Linked DNA regions of Sus scrofa: region 1 is linked to region 2. The links are chromatin contacts, called in public promoter capture Hi-C maps. All regions are on one chromosome and are shown on one strand. Each heading gives the region's core, a stretch centred on a gene start, on an enhancer-like site or on the middle of the called end of the contact. The rest is flanking DNA. Distances are from core to core; before and after follow the strand shown.

Region 1 (4,159 bases), core at 1,404-3,903, 73 kb before region 2:
CAGGGATCGAACCTGCAACCTCGTGGTTCCTAGTTGGATTCATTTCCACTAAGCCACAACAGGAACTCCAAACAATATTTTCAATAATAGTTAATGTAGGAACATATTCAACATATAACTTTAAGTGAAAAAAGGGGGATAAAAAATGGTAAAATTTTTATATTGATATATAAGTATTTAAATACATTTACCGAATTTAGCAAATTCCAAATATACATGTCTTTTGTCAGGGTAAAATCTACATGGAAATACATCAAAATACATTTACATCAAAAGTAGTTATCACTGCATGATAAGCTAAGGGTAATTTTAATCTAATTTTAACTACTCACAAGATATATTATTTTCTTAGGCATGGGCAGAACTTTTTAAAAACTTTTCTGACCTGGAGTTCCCGTCATGGCTCAGTGGTTAAAAATCCGACTAGAAACTATGAGGTTGCAGGTTCAATCCCTGGCCTGGCTCAGTGGGTTACGGATCCGGCGTTGCCATGAACTGCGGTGTAGGTTGCAGACGTGGCTCGGATCCTGCATTGCTATGGCTCTGGTTTAGGCCAGCAGTTACAGCTCCGATTTGACCCTTAGCCTGGGAACCTCCATATGCCGAGGGAGCGGTCCTAGAAATGGCAAAAAGACAAAAAAAAAAAAAAAAAAAAAAACTTTTCTGACCTGAAAGTTACAATGGCTATTGCTGAATTGCCAGAAGGGATTCACATGTAACTGACGTGTCCTGGACCACAGCGGCCTGAAAGATGCAAATGGGGCATCAGGTCAGACCCTTCCTTTCTCAGACTTTCACTTTGCCTCCTATTATAGGACCCTTCTCCTTGCAAAGGGCTCCCATCTCCCCCAACTCCAAACTCGCCGACCCACCCTACCCCACCCCATCCACACTACCCCACCACCAAATTTCTGGACATTCCTAGGGGCTATCTCGAATATGTCCAAGAACAATGCCAGGTAGTATCAGACAAGGGAGCTGCTTCCACTGTGTAAGGATCTGCCAGTGGCCTCTGCCACCCAGCAGAAGCCCTGGGGCCTCGGAGGTGACAACACTGGCCTTTGGCCCCTGGAACAGTCAGTCCACCAAAGCTGCCCTGAGTTACCCGCTACAAGAGGCATTCCACCAGGGCCCTGGGGTTTTAGATGGAAGTCAAAACAGTCCTTTCGAGATTTCATTTATTTGCTTGTAAACCTAAAGTTTACACACACACATACCTAACGCCCTCTTCCTCAAGTCTTGCTCACCGAAGTTCTTTCCTTGGGGCTCCCTTAGTGAGTCTGTGAAAAGAGTTTTGTTAGGTTACCCATAAACCTGTGGAAATGTCCAGCCCTGTCAGAATTCCAGAGGAGACCGAAAATAGGTCCTATCACTTACCCACATTTTACAGGTGAGGACATTGAGGCACAGAGAAGCTGAATAAACTACTCGAGGTCACACAGACATTCCATAAGGGCAGTCTGGCTCCAGGGTCAGTGTTCCCAGCCACTACATCGCAGTGGCTCAGGGGCTTGGGAGGGTGCCTCCACACTGTGCCAAGTTTCGTGTGGTTCTAGAAGGACCACTGCCACCTGGGGATACTAACAATTTTGGCTGCAGCTTTCTGACAGAAATTGTAAGAACAAGCTTAAGCATTCTTCAAGTCCCAGTTAAATCATCACCTCTCCCAGGTAAGCATCAGCTCCCAAACAGGAGTGTCCCTTCCTCCGTGAAGACTCCAGGAATCCCCCAGTCAGGACCGAATCTCAGCCCCCTTTCCTGGTCCCACAGCTGTTCAACTCTAGAGAACATAGCACGGCCTCATCCTCCTTAGAGTGAGCAATCCTGTCCACTCCTCACACTAGGATGCAAGCGCTGCAAAGGCAGGACTGGTCTGCTGGTCCTTAATGTCTGAGAGCACTCACCACAGTGCCCTGAAGGGAAGTGGTCCCTGCTCCTGCTCCTGTTCCCAGAGCTGCGCGGGGACAGCACTGAGAGCGTGGTAGGTGTGTAACGATGGCTGATGGAAACCTGAGCTGGGGATGGAGGTCTCTCCACAGAAGACCCTGTAGTATCATGTGTTAGGCCAAAGCCTGCAAAATTGCCATTTTATAGGCCAAATTGTTCAAATATTGACACTTCCACTTGAGTCAATTCGACAGAAAATATACATTGCCTAAGAGGAATAGCCTATAAACCCCCGAAAGTGTTTCCTTGGAAGGTTTTGAAATCTCCCTTCTTCGATAGCTGGTATAATCTAACTATCGTTATTTTGTAAAAATACCCCAAAAGTCCAAATTCTAGGTGGTAAATCCTCAAATATCCCAAAGCCCAGATGAGAATGATGAAATTTGATTCCAATGACTATTCAGCGGTGAGTTCCTAGGGTCCTGTTAACAGAACACAGAAGAGAAAGCAGCTTTACTCACTTTTTCTGTCAATCTTGGTCAAAACGCTGCCTGGGAAATAACTTCTGGGGCCTGGTAAGTTGGGGGAGAGTCCCCAGTGTTCCTACGTTCCCTCATCTGTTCTCTGGCACCCTTTAGCAGATTGATCTGCCTGTGTATTGATCTTTGGGGCTCATACTGACCTTTGGAAGGAATGTCAATAGTGGGAGTTTGTGCAAAGATGAGAAAGTTCCTCCACTGGCAGCTTTCTTTGCCTGACTCAGGCCTCTGGAGTGAAAGGCTGTAATGTAACTGACAATGTAATTTATCCACATTTCTACTTGGAAACAGTATCATTTCTTTGAGCTCCAGTATCATTTCTATTACCCTCGCCTGGAATAAAAGACCCAGGATGCCTGTCAGACCAAACAATGCCTATCGTATTTTATTACAGGGGATGAAACCTAAGACTTTAAGCTCCATTAGCAGAAGGGTTCATTTTCACTCCAGGAAGGTAGTTCAACATTACAACATCTTATCTTGTTCTTTCTTATGTTTTTAATATAAAGGCCTTAAAATTCCCCACTTCCATCCCCCACGCCCACTGCCCCAGGCATTCGGAAGCTATATTATCAGATTTTACAGTCTGAGATAATAGGCTATTCTAAGAGTGCCGGTATATACACGTGGTATGTATTTTTTTTTTTTAATAATACTGCAGACTGATAAAAAGAAGAAGTTTGCTCTCTAGTGGCTGACTTATAAAAGGCTCTGAAAACCACACAATAAGATAGCTTAGAAAAAGAAGAAATTTAACAGCGATATTTGTGTAATAAGGTCTGGATACTTATTTTGCTTTTATTGATATTTTTAATATTCTTTACAGTGAAAAACTATATCAGAGCAAATGTTCTGCGGATATTTTTTCCTATTAAAATTTTTCCTATCATTAAGCTAATTTTAATTCTAAATTCTTAGAGTAGCAATTAGGTTTCTGGTGTTTTATTAGCCTATTATACCTTTAGAAAGCTCTGTGGATTGGTTTAATACCATATAATTAATGTCTATTATAGACACATTGCCCAATAATATAATATTATTAGCGCTTTTGAAACCATTTTTAGCTTTTTGCAGAAAGATTATATAAATTCAGGGACAAATAGTATAATTACTAGTATGATACTAATTAATATCATTTTATTACTCCTTTTTCTGCAGCAACTCAATTTATAAAATTCTACTACAATACGAATTATAAAAGAAAGAATTTATTCATTGTGCCCATTTTTAACCCCTGTGCCATGTTTTACTTTCTCATTATATTCTTCATCTCCATCTCTCCAAATTCCCACTATTTTTCTCAACTCTCTCCAGTATCCTTGATCAGATAATAGGAGCAAACAACACCACTGGTCCCTGAAGTTCCCACCCTCCATGCTTCCAAAAAGAGGGAGTTACTTAGGAAGTTTTCTACCTGCACAGAAATAAATACTTTAAAGGATTTTCAGATCTATAAATATTCTTGTTCATGTTGTTTATGAGAAAGGAACAAGACAGCAGCGAGGCTGAACCTTTTCTACAGGTCTGGGCTACGGTGGAAATAAAAGTACTAGACAATGCAAAGAAGAAAAGTATTTTCTGGGTAGAATAGGCATAGGGGACCTCCAGGGGGGTGGTTAAGAAGGGATATGATGCAATTCGACTTACAGTTTTGAAAATTATTCTGGCTGCTATGTGAACAAAGTCCCACAATAAGGACAGGAGCAGAAACAGGGAAACCTCTTTGGAAATGA
Region 2 (4,277 bases), core at 802-3,301:
GCCTGTTCAAAGGTAATGTTTCTGAAGGCAGCAAGTGGCCTCCTGCACTGGGCAGGGGATGTGTGTGGAAAGCAATTTTTCCACATGTGCATTATGAGGATTTTTTTCAGGATTATGAGATAATCATTTTCGGTTTAGTTTTCAGTTCGTGTCCAGCCTGGCTTAACTTCCCTATGTTGAGAATAGTCTGATGGTAGTCAATTTTCCCACCTGCTTGGCACAGCAAAGGGGCAGGCCTAATTTGGGCTACTGCCCCCTTTAGCAGGGAACAGCTACATGAAAATTAATAAGTAGATTGCCACGTCTTTGGGGACTGCCATTCTATGAGAAAGTGGCTAATGGGGAGTCTTTCCTTTTTTAAAAAAAACTATGCTGTGTCTTTCACACATACTCAGGAAACTGAAGCTAAGCTTCCCTCAGATGTTTTATGATAAAAAGAGGAGCCTCTGTTCAAACAAATAAATCATCAGAGGGAACAGTAGAAAGATAAACATGAATTTGCTCATAAATATTTCACATTTGTTGACCTTCCCAAATGTGGCTTTTCCTTAGGTTTTTAATTCTAGTACAGAGAGTGCCAGGCACATAGGAAGGAGACACAAAACTACTGAAGTGGATGACTTCATCTGTGTTGAACCAAGCATATTATTATGTATATAATTAATGATAACATGAGTTGAACTAATAAGATAAACAGAGAAATAGCCAAAAATTACTAGCACCATAAGCATAGCTCATTCCTGAAGGGAAAGATCACCGCTAATTGAAAGAGGTCTCCCGGCTCTCTAGCTCATCACACGTATGCAATGTTTGACCGCCCTGTACGTTCATCAGCCCTTACGACACCCCTATGACATAAGTCAATGAGGGATATCATTAGCTCTGTAAGAGGATGGAGCAGACCAAACATGTGGAAATTAAATGACTCTCCTAAAGTCGCTCAGAAGGCAGGGAGGAACTGAGATTAGAACCCACAAGCTTCTGCTTTTTTGTACAGCCAATCTACAGCCACCATGCTGCAAAGCCGAGCGCCACCCCCCCATCACTCTGATAGTCACTGAAGACAGCACCCTTGCTCTGGGTGCCAGAGAGTGAAGGGACAAGGCCAAGGTGCCCAATCCCTCAAAAAGAAAGAGATGCCTATACCTCTTTAAGCTTCAGAGTTGATTTTTGACGTGGCCTTCTCTGTAGACAGAGAAACGTTAAACAATTTGAGAAGCAACTTTATCTTAAAGAAAAATAAGGGATTAAAAGGGCAATTGCGATGGGCTTTTTCCAGATTAAAAGGATCTGAAACATTTCTGTTCATTGAGCTTGGAACGAAGTTCACATTCAGTTCATCAGCTTATCTCCCAATTTCATTTTTTAAAGTACCTCAAACCTCAACTCCCACTCAACTTGATCAAAAGCCTCTTCTGCTTCAAGAGACAGAGCAACAATCAGCCCTCTTGTTCGTTGAGCCAAGTCGGTGTTCTTAATCAGCATAAAAAACAGCAGGAGCCAAAGGGTGGTTTTTTAATAAAAAGTGGTTTGATGTGGCTCCAGGCTGGTGGCAGCCTTCTCAGCCCAGAAAAATATGAGTCCGCTCCTCAAAATAGACAAAGAGGCCCAAGAACTGGGACCCATCCCAGCGGCCAGTATTTCTCCAGCCTCGAGTCCCCCCCAACCCCACCCCCACCCCCAACCCATTGTGCCCTTCCACCTTGTTCCCAGTCCCCCCCACCCACTCCCGAGCATTCCACATCTCCCAACTTTGTTTGGATCAGAGTTTCAGTGACCTTGCTCCTTCCTAAAAATATGCCATTTGGACTTTTCTTCCTCCCCCTAGCAACGATTGGCTCCTCAACCAGTTCGGGGAGGGGTGGAGAGAAGAGCACGGCACTTTAGAGGGGCTCGGAGGTGACTGTGGGAGCCCCAGTAGGGTGAGAAAGGTGTCCACATGGGAGCAGCCGGGGGTTTTTCTGCAAGGGCGATGGCTGGTTTGGGCTGGAGTGAGGAGGGCGTCCCGAGAAAGGGCAGCCGAGTGTAACATTTCTGAGTCCAAGCAGAGCGGGAGGACATTCCTCCGTGGGTATGAGGACGGAAATGGGATAAGAGGCTGGTGGTTACATAGAGGCGATAAATCAAATGAGTAACTTATTAAGGACAAGGGAAGGCAGGTTTCTCACTGTTGGTGGAGAGAGGTGCAAATATTGAAACAGAGAAAGCTGGAATGAATCCTGCGGCTGTTAAATCAGAATGGGAGGTATCCAAATGAACTCGTGATTTCCAATCTATTTCTAAAAATAGAGAAATAAGTGTGTAAATACCCACATCCTGTACATGGATGGGAGAATAACGGTCTTCATCTTAATGCCCCGAACTGTGGATGTATTCCCTTATAGGGCAAAAGGGACTTTGCAGATATGATTAAGTATCCTGAGATAGGAAGATTATTCTGGATTATCTGGGTAGGTCCACCGTAGTCACAGTGGTCCTTGTGATTATACTGGGAGGAAGGTGGGTCAGAGAAGTACTGACAGAAGCAGAGGTCAGAGAGAAGGAGACCTGAAGATGCTGGGCTGCTGGCCACTTGACATTGGTAAAGAAGAGGACGAAAGCTAAGGTATGCAGGCAGCTTCTAGAAAATGGAAATGCACAAAAAAAAAAAAAAAAAAATACTTTGGAGTTCCCGTCATGGCGCAGTGGTTAACGAATCCGACTAGGAACTATGAGGTTGCAGGTTCGGTCCCTGCCCTTGCTCAGTGGGTTAACGATCCGGTGTTGCCGTGAGCTGTGGTGTAGGTTGTAGACGCGGCTCGGATCCCGCGTTGCTGTGGCTCTGGCATAGGCCAGTGGCTACAGCTCCGATTCAACCCCTAGCCTGGAAACCTCCATATGAGAGCGGCCCAAAGAAATAGCAAAAAGACAAAAAAAAAAAAAAAAAAAAGAAAGAAAAGAAAATGGAAATGCAAGGAAATGAATACTCTCCTAGGGACTCCAGAAGGAATATAGCCCTGCTGACACCTTGATTTTAGGACTGCTGCCCTCCAGCACTATAAGATAATACATTTGTGTTATGCTAAGCAAGCCACTGTGTGTGTGGTAGTTTGTTACAGCAGCAATAGGAAAGTAGTACACATGTATATTGAATAGTTCTGTCCAGTGAGAGCCTGGGAACAGATCCCCAATAATAAGGAACACCCTAGCTTATAAATACCATTCTCCACTAAAAGGAACCGAGGCTCCTTGGAGAAATGGCTGGCTGATTCAGGACTGTAGCATGCAAAGTACAGGTCAATTTGGAATATATCTTGTATCAGAAAGAAGGAAGTGCTCAAAAAATGGTGGGGCTTTGTCAAAAGGACACAGGAGTCAGCGTGAAGGGGCTGCCATTGGACAAATCTGGGACAATCCGAGTATCAAAATAAATAATGATGGTAACAGATTATCAACCACTGACTAAAATGGAAACACTAAAATGGAAAGACTTAAGGATTGTAAATTAATACACGATGAGTTTACGGTTTGATTAAGGAGTTCCCTGGTGGCTTCGTGGGTTAAGGACCTGGCATTGTCACTGATGTGGCTTGGGTCACTGCCATGGTGTAGGTTTGATCCCTGGCCCAGGAACTTCTGCATGCCATGGGCACAGCCAAAAAAAAGTAATAAAGTTTGATTAGGATTGGGACAGTTACATCATTACAAAATACCTGCTCACAAAATACTAAGTAATTACAAAAGGGTAAAGGGTAGCTTTATATAAAAGTAGCTTGACAGGGGAATCTAGGATTAATAGATGTGAACTATTGTTTGGAATAGATAGGCAATGAGATCCTGCTGTATAGCACTGGGAACTATATCTAGTCGCTTAAGTTGCAGCATGATGGAGGATAATGTGAGAAAAATAATTTATATATGTATGTGTGACCGGGTCACTTTGCTGTACAGTAGAAAATAGAACACTGTAAACCAACTATAATGGAAAAAATAAAAATCTTTTTTTTAAAAAACCACCTTAATCAAATGATCAGAGTGAATATTATCACTAATGGGAGCAATCAAAATCATGCACTACCCCATAGGATCCGATGAGAAAAACACATCATTACTCCTGTAATACTATTCCTGCCAAAGATGCACAATCTGAATCTAATCATAAGGAGACATCTGACAAAACCAAACTATGGGATGGTCTACAAAACAACTGGTCCAGAGTCCTCAAAAATTTTTTTTTTTGTCTTTTTGCCATTTTCTTGGGCCGCTCCTGCAGCATATGGAGGTTCCCAGGCTAGGGG

The links. Promoter capture Hi-C pulls out the DNA fragments that hold promoters and counts their contacts.
Region 1: a promoter capture Hi-C map of liver shows a contact between it and region 2, with 6 times the contacts expected there. The contact joins two enhancer-like sites. A contact is called at or near these places in 2 of 5 promoter capture datasets (fetal liver and liver), 3 of 47 Hi-C or Micro-C datasets (all in liver) and 1 of 2 datasets of contacts at active chromatin or transcription factors (alveolar macrophages).

Annotation. Positions count from the first base shown.
Region 1 is chr1:56,183,100-56,187,258 of Sscrofa11.1, reverse strand. No RefSeq gene overlaps it. Among named protein-coding and RNA genes, the nearest start is that of AKIRIN2, 120 kb to the right of the region's middle. Within about 2 kb of position 2,653, at least 5 of the 83 cell types and tissues checked have an H3K27ac peak or open chromatin away from gene starts, as enhancers often do. A contact at or near this core is called in fetal liver and liver, where this site is marked.
Region 2 is chr1:56,109,440-56,113,716 of Sscrofa11.1, reverse strand. No RefSeq gene overlaps it. Among named protein-coding and RNA genes, the nearest start is that of AKIRIN2, 42 kb to the right of the region's middle. Within about 2 kb of position 2,051, at least 26 of the 83 cell types and tissues checked have an H3K27ac peak or open chromatin away from gene starts, as enhancers often do. A contact at or near this core is called in fetal liver and liver, where this site is marked.